Linked DNA regions of Sus scrofa: region 2 is linked to region 1. Evidence: chromatin contacts called from public Hi-C data. All regions are on one chromosome and are shown on one strand. The core of a region is the stretch at or near the end of the contact, and the rest is flanking DNA. Distances in the headings are between cores, read along the strand shown.

What was found. Hi-C and Micro-C count contacts between places; a contact is called where the count stands out from the background.
Region 2: a contact with region 1 is called in a Hi-C map of omental adipose tissue, with 3 times the contacts expected there. The contact joins the promoter of RAE1 here to the enhancer-like site in region 1. A contact is called at or near these places in 4 of 5 promoter capture datasets (fetal liver, fetal skeletal muscle, liver and 1 more), 21 of 47 Hi-C or Micro-C datasets (alveolar macrophages, brain, embryonic fibroblasts and 13 more) and 1 of 2 datasets of contacts at active chromatin or transcription factors (skeletal muscle).

What each region holds. Positions count from the first base shown.
Region 1 is chr17:57,517,073-57,522,219 of Sscrofa11.1, forward strand. No RefSeq gene overlaps it. Among named protein-coding and RNA genes, the nearest start is that of BMP7, 160 kb to the right of the region's middle. Within about 2 kb of position 2,864, at least 3 of the 83 cell types and tissues checked have an H3K27ac peak or open chromatin away from gene starts, as enhancers often do. A contact at or near this core is called in omental adipose tissue, where this site is marked.
Region 2 is chr17:57,749,970-57,755,116 of Sscrofa11.1, forward strand. It overlaps RAE1 (ribonucleic acid export 1), which reads left to right and starts at 2,212. Exons shown (of 12, transcript NM_001105296.1): 1 at 2,212-2,581.

The sequences.
Region 1 (5,147 bases), core at 1,614-4,113:
TCCGGCACCCGTCGAGCTGGGTCTGCATGCGTCCAGAAACAAATCCCAAGTCAGGACGGACCGCAGCTTTCTCCCTCCTTCAGCCACGTGGACCAGCAAGCCCAGCATTTCCAGGGCACCACCTAGCACCTGGTATCTGGATCCTCAAGTCAACCCTGCAAATTGAAGACACTGAGTTTCAACAGGCCTGCCCCTCCTGCGCCTCTAAAAGACAGGTTGCTTTTACCCAAGTTCTGGATTCCGCCCACTGCTTCCTGTCTTCTGGAAGCTTCCAAAAGGTGGGAAACCTGTCTCACGTCTCGTCCCGGGCTCCGCAGCTCCTCAGGCGGTGATCCCTCTCCTGCCAACCCCCGCCCACGCTGTGCCGAATTCGATGCCAAATTCCAGGATCAGGCAGAGTCGCTATGCGCTGATTCACAAATTGCTGGCCGGGCCCAGGTTGCATCACGAGAGCAGATGTGGCCGGCTTCCCGCTGGCTCCCAGGACCCCTCCCAGACCCTCCTCACTAATCAGCAGTGGGGAGGTCCCGCCTTGCACCACTCCCCAGGGATCAGAGCCAGAGCAGCCCACCTAGACCCTGCCCTAGTGCTCTGAGGTTCCAGCGACCCGGGCCCTAAACACAACCGGTTGGATTCTCTTAAGCAGAAGAGACGGTGGGTCTCCTCGGTCCCTGAATGCCATGGGGGTCCCGGGGGGCTGGCTCTGTCTGCCTCGTGAGGTCGATGGCCACAGCTCAGCCCCTTAGCCATCTTTGCTCGCAGCTCTGTCCCCCACAGGGTCACTGTCAAACTCTGCTCCCACGGAGCTCTCCCTGGAGCTGGGGGAGATGCAAAACAAACACTCAGGGCAGTTACACATTTCAGGCGGGGCTGGGAAGGCCATCAAGCAAGGGGATGTGGGGAAACCGTGGCGGGGAGGAGGACCCTGGATTGGATGGTCCAGGAGGGCTTCCTGGAGGCAGTGGTATAAGTTGTGAGTCTAAGTGGTAGGAAGGAGTCAGGCCGTGGCCATCTGAAAGGAAAGCATGCCAGGCAGAAAGGGCTGCAAGTGCAAAGGCCCTGTGGCAGGAAGGACCTGGGGAAGTCGGGGGGGGGGTGCAGATCTCCGAGGCCGGAGTGAGGGGATCTCAGGGGCTGTGATGGGGGGTGATGCTGGAGGGGGCAGAGACCAGAGGATGATACAGTCACCAAAATCAGGAAACATAACCTGGATAGGAGTCCTGTGGCGGAGCAGCAGTAACAAACCCAACTGGTATCCCTGAGGACTCAGGTTCAATCCCCGGCCTCGCTCAGTGGGTTAAGGATCCACCGTTGCCATGAGCTGTGGTGTAGGCTGCAGACGCGGCTTGGATCTGGCATCGCTGTGGCTGTGGCATAGACAGGCAGCTGTTGCTCCGATTCGACCCCTAGCCCAGGAACTTCCCATGCCGCAGGTGTAGCCATAAAAAGAACAGCAACAAAACCCAACAAAAAAGGTGGTTCCCCCAAACGATACGGCCGCCCCTGACCCCAGACACTCTGGGTGTGACTTCTTTGGAAAGAGAGTTTTTGCAGGTGTAACTAAATTGAGGATCTGGAGGTGAGATCAGCCTGGATTATCCGGGGAGACCCTCCATCCAGTGACAAGTGTCCTTGTAAGAGACGCACAGAGGAGGCGGCCACACGATGCCAGAGGAGGAGGCTGGTGATGGGGCCACAAGCAGAGGAGGCCCAGAACCTCCAGGAGCTGGAAGAGCCTAAGGAGGCCGTGTCCCTGGAGGAATCAGTGGGAGCACCGCCCTGTGATGCCTGGATTTCCGACCTCTGGCCTTGGGACGGTGAGAGGGCAGGTGTCTGTGGATTTAAGCCCTGCGGTTTGTGGTCTTTGTCCTGGCAGGCCCCGCGCACGCACACGGCTCCCTTTCCGTTCGAAAGTTCAGTCCGTGGCCACCCTCCCTGCTGCCTTTCACGGGGCTGTGAGTAGATGTTGATATAGAAGCAAACAGAACCCAGTTCCCACCATCTGGGCATCCTTCTTCAGACGGGGTCCTAAGGGCTGGGGGAGGGCCCTCCCCAGTCTAAGAAGTGACCCGGGGAGGGAGCAGGGGGGCAAGGAGCTGGGTGGAAGCGTGAGAAAACTGGCCTGGAGAAGACGCCCCCCCCAACCCCCGGTCTGGGGCAGCAGCCACGGCCCAGCACATGTCTGGACACATGTCTTAGGACACTGAAGCATCCCCGGTGGGAGAAGCTGCTGGCACCTGGGAGGCCCTGGGGCAAGGAGGGGCCAGCCTCCCTCCCCCACGGCTGGGAACACGAGCTGGGGGTCCGCCCGGCGCCCCCCCCCCCCAGTTCAGAGAGTTGGAGGGAGGGCAGAGCCCACTTACGCAGGCGCACCCCACCTGCCGAGGAGTCACCCTTGCCTGCTGGCCATGGCCGGGGTGGGGGGCGGGGGGGCAGACCCTGGCTGGGACCTCCGGGACAGGGTCTCTGGCTGTATCCGGGGGTTCACAGGTCAGGCGACTGGTGAGGCCCAAAGGGGACCAGGTTTCCCAGGGCCCCGGGCCCAGATGGGGACACTGGGGATGCTGGGGACACCGTCCTCGCTGGGCAGAGACTGATTCACTCTGCACCTCCCCCTCCAGCCACGTGAGGCCCCTGCCTCGGGGCCGAGGACTCATGGTCCTTTGGAGGCCTCAGCTGCACTGGGGACAATCGTGTGGCTTCAGGGAGGGGCTCTGTCTTCTTTGACTTATTTTGTTTTTCATTTTAATTTTTAAAAAGAATATTCAAAAAACCCGTAATGAACCGTGGGAATTTGCTTCTTTGGTAGCATGACGAGCTGTTCGGGAGCCCGGGGCAGCGGGGAGGCTCGGCCTGCACTGGATGGAAAAGTCCTGGGCTTCTTCTTGGCATCCAGCCCCACACCGCAGGGCAGCGAGCCAGGGTGCTGATCCTGTCCCCCAGGGGCCCGCTCAGCTCCTGGCCTTACAGCCAGGGCCCAGGCTGAGAAACCCTGGTCTGGCTCAGGGGGTGTGTGTCCCAAAGCTGTGCTCTGAACACAGTCTCTGGCTGTTTCTACTTGTGGGCGCTTCAGGAGCGTTTCCAAAACACCTCCCACCGGCTCATCCCCACACGTGGTTTCGGCACGAGCTGCCCTCTCTACGTGAAGATACCTCCCAGCCTCCACCACCACTGCCTTCTAACAGCCCACACCTGGCGGGGCCTGGCGGGGCCTGGCGGGGTGCCTCTTCCTCCAGGAAGGCCTCGCTGATCTCTCAGGCCTCGGTGCTCCCCGGACCTCCTGGACTCACGGCCCTGTTCTGTGTTTGCTGTGGACCAGCCGGCAGGCAATGCCGAGCACCAGCCTCCCTGACACCTGTCAACCAGGAAACCCACAGGCAAGCTCCTCCTTGCAAGGTCTCAGCACCTACCTGTCAATCAGGTGACGTCGGAGGAAGACCAGCCATACCTCTCTCTGTGACCAGAAACGCACCTGCTCTGGAGTTGAGACTCGGACACACTGACTTCCGTAATTGGCTTTAAAAGAAAACAGGGCAGAAAGGAAAGTTCCCACTGGGAAGCCATCATTTGCACACACACGTCAGTACCTGTGTTTTGCGGGCCCTGGGCTGACACACAGGCTGCATGGATTCTCCTCTGGAAGGAAACAGACAGGTGTTTCTTCTACTCAGCACTGAGTAAAATAAACTCAGTTAAGCCAGGAAAACCATGTGGGGAAGTAGGGAAAGAATACACCATGGACAATTTATTTGTTTGGGAGGCTTTTTTCTCTATAAAGAAGTAAAATTCTACCAGAGATGCTTTAAGTAATAACACATCTTTATAATTTTACATCCTAAACATCTGGATGCTAAGTCCAGAGGAGAGGAGGCAACAGCAGACAGCTCATCCCGGACTTGTTGGCACCATCATCAGGATTCTTCGACCCTCCAGGTCAGCTTTGATCCTCAGACTCCTGGAGGCACAAGAGGGCTGCATCTGCTCCAGCCATCACCTCCTTACCAGCTGCATTCAGATGCAGAGAAGAAAGGTTTCCATCTAGTGTCTTCTCTCTTTTTGCAGGGCTGCAGCTCTGGCATATGGAGGTTCCTGGGCTAGGGGTTGAATCAGAGCTGCAGCTGTAGGCCTACACCACAGCCACGGCAACACCGGATTCAAGCCATATCTGTGACCTACGCAGTCCTTTGTGGCAACGCCAGATCCTTAACCCACTGAGCGAGTCCAGGGATGGAACCCACCTTCTCATGGATGCTACTTGGATTCTTAACGCACTGAGCCACACTGGGAAATCCTAGCATCTTTTTAAGATTAAAGAAATCTTTCCCCAGAACTCCTTGAGCCGACATCCCCTCAGGGCCTGTGGGCCAGAACCTTAGCCCAAGCCCCTTGCTAGTGACTCTTGGCAAAGGGGATTGACTACCCTGATTGGCCAAGACGCAGGTGGGCAAACGACAGCCTGGGGCCAAATCCATCCATCACCTGCTTTTGTAAATGGCCACACCCATTTGCTTCGTATTTTGCTTAGAGTGGTTTTCATCCTACAAGGTCAGAGATCAGGGGCCTAAAATCCCACATAATCCTCCACAGAAGTGTTCCACCCCCTGGTTTAGGCTGACAAAGATGGCAGGAAAGGAAGGGGTTGCCCTGAGCGAGTAGGCTTGTCCAGCAAGAGGGGTTTGGAGAGGAGGGCGGGGCGGTGTGGGTAGGAGCCCAGCGGTGCCTCAGAAGAGCTGGGTGTCTTTTGTGGGGGCCGGGGGGTGTTGCCTAAGCGTCCTGAGGCTCAGCTCCCCTCTCTGTAGGAGGTACAACCTTTTGCAGCAGCTGCAGGGTGAGAAACCCTAAGCACCTGGCACAGAACAGACCCTGGAGTGTTTTTATGCTCCCTTCAAGAATTTTCTAATGGATTTATGCTGTTCGATTCTCCCCCAAAAAGAGGCTGCCAAGGGGATTTGTGGTTTACTAATTAAAATCAAAACATTGCTTCTGCTCTTGCAAAAGTCAAATTACCCAAACTAGACTTGGTTTTAGGAGCTTTCTTAAAATCAGAAAGAGCTGACAATAAAAACTCCAAAGAAGAGTTGTGTAAAGGCAGGGAGTCCCTGGGCTGTCTCTTCTCGGGGGTGTCAGAACCCGGGGGGTCTCAATGA
Region 2 (5,147 bases), core at 962-3,461, 230 kb after region 1:
GTAAGGCTGTGCTTGGTGCTGTATACATGGGCGTAAGACACAAAGTTCAAAATCTAGGAAACTAGACAAGGCAAATACACACAATCTTATGAAACAGTATATATGCACTGAGAGAGTTTGGGGAGATTGCAAGAGAGATGGTATAAGAGGATCCATTGGGGACGGAATGAGGAAAGGTGTCACTGAGGAGGGAGGACCTGTCAGAGATGATTCCAAGATTTTGCTGGTAGGAAAGTCGGTAGAGGACAGACTTCACCGGCTCTACTGCTTAACAGCTGTGTGATGTCTGGCAGGTCGAGTTACCTCCCTCAGCCTCAGTTTCCTTTTCTATAAAATGGACATTAGGAAACCTACCCCAGAGGACTGCTCAGAAAATTACAGGAGAGGGAGCAGCCAGTGCTTAAACAAGCTATTATTATTATCCTTGTTTAGACTAGAGGTTCTGAACCTTGGCTGTATCTTAGAATCACTTGAAGCGTTTTTATTTTTTTAGTTAACAATTTTTTTTTTCAGAGTTCCCATTTCGGCTCAGTGGAAACAAATCTGACTACCATCCATGAGAACGCAGGTTCAATCCCAGGCCTCACTCAATGGGTTAAGGATCCGGGGCTGCCATGAGCTGTGGTGTCGGTCGCAGATGCTGCTCAGATCTGGCATTGCTGTGGCTGTGGTACAGGCCCTCAGCTGCAACTTCCATTCAACCCCTAGCCTGGGAACCTCCATATGCTGCAAGGGTGGCCCTAAAAAGGCAAAAAAAAAAAAAAAAGAAAGAAACGTTCTTTTTAGGGCTGCACCTGAGGCCTATGGAAATTCCCAGGCTGGGGGTTGAATCAGAGCTAAGCTGCAGCTGCCAGCCTCTGGGTCATAGCAACCACAGAAACACTAGACTTGAGCTGCATCTGTGACCTACACCACAGCTTGTGGCAAACCACTGAACGAGGCCAGGGATCAAACCCGCATCCTCATGGATACTAGTCGGGTTAATAACCTGCTGAGCCACAGCAGGAACTCTGAGAGCTTTTTAGAAATATTCTCTTAGTTCCACCCCAGACCAACTAAATCAGAATCTCTGAAGATGAGACCTAGGCATTACCATTTTTTAAAAGCTTCCCCAAGTGATTCCAAACACCTCGTCTAGATCCTTGGTGTTTAACTGCGGTCCATAGCCTGGAACTTCAGCTGGGAATTTGCTTGAAATGTTGGTTCTCAGGCCCACACTGAACCTTCTGAATCTGCATTTAATAACAAGGTCCCGTGGATCCTAAGGCTCCCTGCAGATATCAAGGCTTTTGGTATGCAGGCCACACTAAGTAGTAAAGAAGGTTCAGTGTGTTGAACGGTAACCTTAGGAAATTCCTATTTTTCCTTCCTAAAGGAGGAAAAAGCAACCAACTGAAATATTGAGTTGGCACGTGTGCATCCTAACAGCCCCTTATCATTCCCGTGGACCTTACACTTAGCAAAAGTCCTTCTTGTGTGTTTCTTCACTTGAACCTAATTAAGAATAGCCCTGGAAATTAAGCATCATTATCCCCATTTTACGGCTGAAACTGAGGTCCAAAGAGCCTGGACGGCTCAAGATACCCCAGCCGCAGTTATGGAGGCCAGAGTAGACCAAGCAGCGTCCCATCAGCCTCTGGAAGATTGACCGCAACCAGGATTCTGCTCCACTTGTAATTCACAAGAGAAAATTCTAACTACCCTTAACCAGCCCCGGCTGTGGATTGATCTGAGTGGTCGCTGGGCAACCGAGTTGGCTACACCAGCTTTGGACCAATCTGCAAACTGCTGGCACAGGGACTTCTTCTTGGCGTCATTAGCACTTCTGCGCATGTGTAATTACCTTGAGGGGGCGGAGCTTCCCCTTCCTTCCGGATGACACCGGAAGTGCCTCGTGGGTGCATGCGCAGCGGCCCCCACGGTAAATAGGGCAGTTTTTAGGCCAGCGTGAGACCTCGAGGTCGGAAGATAACTGTCGCTGCCGCCTTGCCTTCGCCTCGTCCACGCCCGAGCCGGGTCACAGGCTCCTGAGCTCTTTCTGCTCCCCGTCGTCGGCTTCCCTCCGCGGCGCGACTCTCAGGTAGGCCCTGTGCTGCTTCCCCTCGTTCCCCGCCGCCATGGCGCGGTAGGCCGGCCCCCCGGCGGAGTGCGCCCCGCCACGGGGTGCTGGGGCACGAGCCGGGCTGTTAGCGGGTTTCATTAGTGGCCGCTGGGAGGGACGTCGGGGCTGGACGGGTCACCTCAAGTCTAAGCCTCTCGTTTTTTTTGTTTTGTTTTTTGTGATTTTTGTGTGTGTGGGGGGGGGAAACTGAGGCTCCGGGAAGGGTCACAGAATTGACGGCAGCCCTTGCCGCCTTTGCTCTTCCTCGTTACTTGTCTGGCTTCTCATCCGACACAAGCTACCGCCTCGGAGATCTTCCCAGGTCCTGCTACACAAGGGCGTCCCTTTCTAGTCTCTGCCACGTCAACCCGCTTGATCTCCTTTGTTGCACTTACCACTCTGAAACTAAGTCTGTTTGTTTCTGTCTTCCTCCGCCAAGTGTGTGTTATATTCACGTGCACACACACTGCGCCCAGGCAGGTATCTGGGAAACGCCAGCCGCTTTGGGCCTGGTGTATATTGGGGAAGCATCCAGGCAGCTCTCTGGCGTTCTCCTCGGGAGGGGATTGGTTGAAACAAATTCCGGGTGGTAACCGGTACTACTGGGAAGAAGGCGGGGGTGTGTGGAGGGGTGGAGATCTTGCTTTGGGAAGAAGGCAGGCAAGCCTCGGAGGAGGTGACTTTGTTAAAAAAGATGCTTGTAGCAGCTTTATGGAAGCGGCGCAGACTGTAACCCATTTAAAGGGTACAGTTGGGTACACATCGCCGCGGTGCAGTTTTAGACTATTTCCATCACCCCAGAGAGCTCACAGGAGGCATTCGTTTGGATTGGGACCCTAAGATTCACACTGAGACAACTGGGGGTCTGGGAGAGGGCAGATCATCCCAGGCTGAAGGAGCAGCTCATAGGAATCCTCCCAGGCCGGAGGAGTTTGCTGTGTGCACAGGCAGGAAGCCGTCAGCGGGCGGGGCGGGGGCGTCGCACGGAGGGAGCGAGCAAGATCAGGCCAGTTGGAGGTAAACGCGTGTCTTCCGACCTTCTTGAGGGTAGCCTCTGGTCCATATAGGCTGATTAATGCTTAGTGACTGTTGCTCTTTTCCCCTCATTCACCCCTCATTGCAGAAATGCTCTCTCCCACCTTCTGGGTTGAGGAGAAGGGAGGAACAGAAGTTTCAAACACTGTATGTATGAGCTCACGTGGTTTTCATAGCTCCATGAAGTAGATATTAGGGTTTATTTTTAAAAATGAGAAAATCGAGGCTAAATAGTTTGCTCAAAGCCATGTGTTTTTTAGTTCCTTGGTGTTTGCAGAAGCCTTGTCATTCTTTTGTTTGCTGTTTCAGATCCATGTCTTAGGGTAGGAGGCAGAGGTGACCAGCACCACCACATCCTTGTACAGAGTTGCTGAGTTGCTAATGCATTCATAGACCTAGTGGGGCTACACCTGATTGTCTTTCATGGGGTGTAGCTTGGGAAACTCAAACACCTTCCCCACATCTGTCACAGTTTTCCCATTTGTGTGGTCTTAACAGATACCACTCCTGTCGTATGTCTCTCAGCTACTAGGCTCCTTTGGGGGAGGTTACAGACACAGTGTGAAAATTTGAGAACAATGACAGAATTGAAGTGTGGCCTCAGTGTATGTGAGTCATCAGAGTTCTATATAGTACATAGTCTTTCCAAGTTCCTGTCGTGGCTCAGCGGAAAAGAATCCAACTAGGAACCATGAGGTTGCGGGTTCAATCCCTGGCCCCACTCACTGGGTTAAGGATCGGCATTGCCGTGAGCTGTGGTGTAGGTTGCAGACATGGCTTGGATTTGACGTTGCTGTGGCTGTGGCATAGGCTGGCAGCTGTAGCTCTCATTGGACCTCCAGCCTGGGAACCTTCATATGCTGAGAATGCGGCCCTAACAAGAAAAAAAAAATAATAGTAAAATTAAAGAAGACATAGACTTTCTTCCTGGAAGGAAAAAAGGGAAAGCTGTTTATGACCCACTATGCACTAGACACTGCACTTGCTGTGTGTAATGTGATTTATCTTCAGAGCAACCCTGGAGAAGGTGTTAATATGCTCCGTGTTTGCAGAATAGGGGAAATGGGGCTTGATGAGACTAGGGTCCCAGCTGTGGTAAGTGGCAGAGGCATGATTCTACCCCTTCTAGACTGTGGTGCCCAGGAAAAAACTCCAAGTGGGGGGATTCTTGCAGGTCAGATGTCCAAGGCATAATGCCAAACCTTTCAGTGCCTAAGGAGGACAAAGTGGATTACTTTTAAAACCTTCTACACAATTGCTACCAGGACTGGTGGCTTTTCTAAGTAACTTCATGCAGAGACACTGACCTGAACCAGAGTGTGGAAGTTGGTGAGAAGCACGTGAACTGTCACAAGTGAGAACGGGAAGAGTGGCGCCTTCTGCTGCTTTACTGTTATATCTGGGCGCTCAGCACGGTGTCTCTGACTAGATGGAATGAGTGGATTTATTTCACAGCTGGTGATCGAAAAATACTCTGCTGTGATGTATCAGCAGTGGTTAATTCATGATGACAGTTGTAAGAAGAAAGCTGGATGTGGGGTGTATGGAATCTTTGGAATTTTCTACCAAAAAACCCATTCTAAGTTTATTTTTTAAAGGGAGTCTACTTACTGCATATTTAGATCTTTTCAAAAACGAGAAGGCTGGGAGTTCCCGTTGTGGCGCAGTGGTTAACGAATCCGACTAGGAACCATGAGGTTGCGGGTTCGGTCCCTGCCCTTGCTCAGTGGGTTAACGATCCGGCGTTGCCGTGAGCTGTGGTGTAGGTTGCAGACGCGGCTCGGATCCCGAGTTGCTGTGGCTCTGGCGTAGGCTGGTGGCTACAGCTCCGATTGGACCCCTAGCCTGGGAACCTCCATATGCCGCGGGAGCGGCCCAAGAAATAGCAACAACAAAAGACAAAAAGACAAAAAAAAAAAAAAAAAAAACGAGAAGGCTGATATCAAGAAGACATTTATTTATTTACTTTTTATTCCCCTTTTATAACCTAATTATCTTTATATTGCTTCTC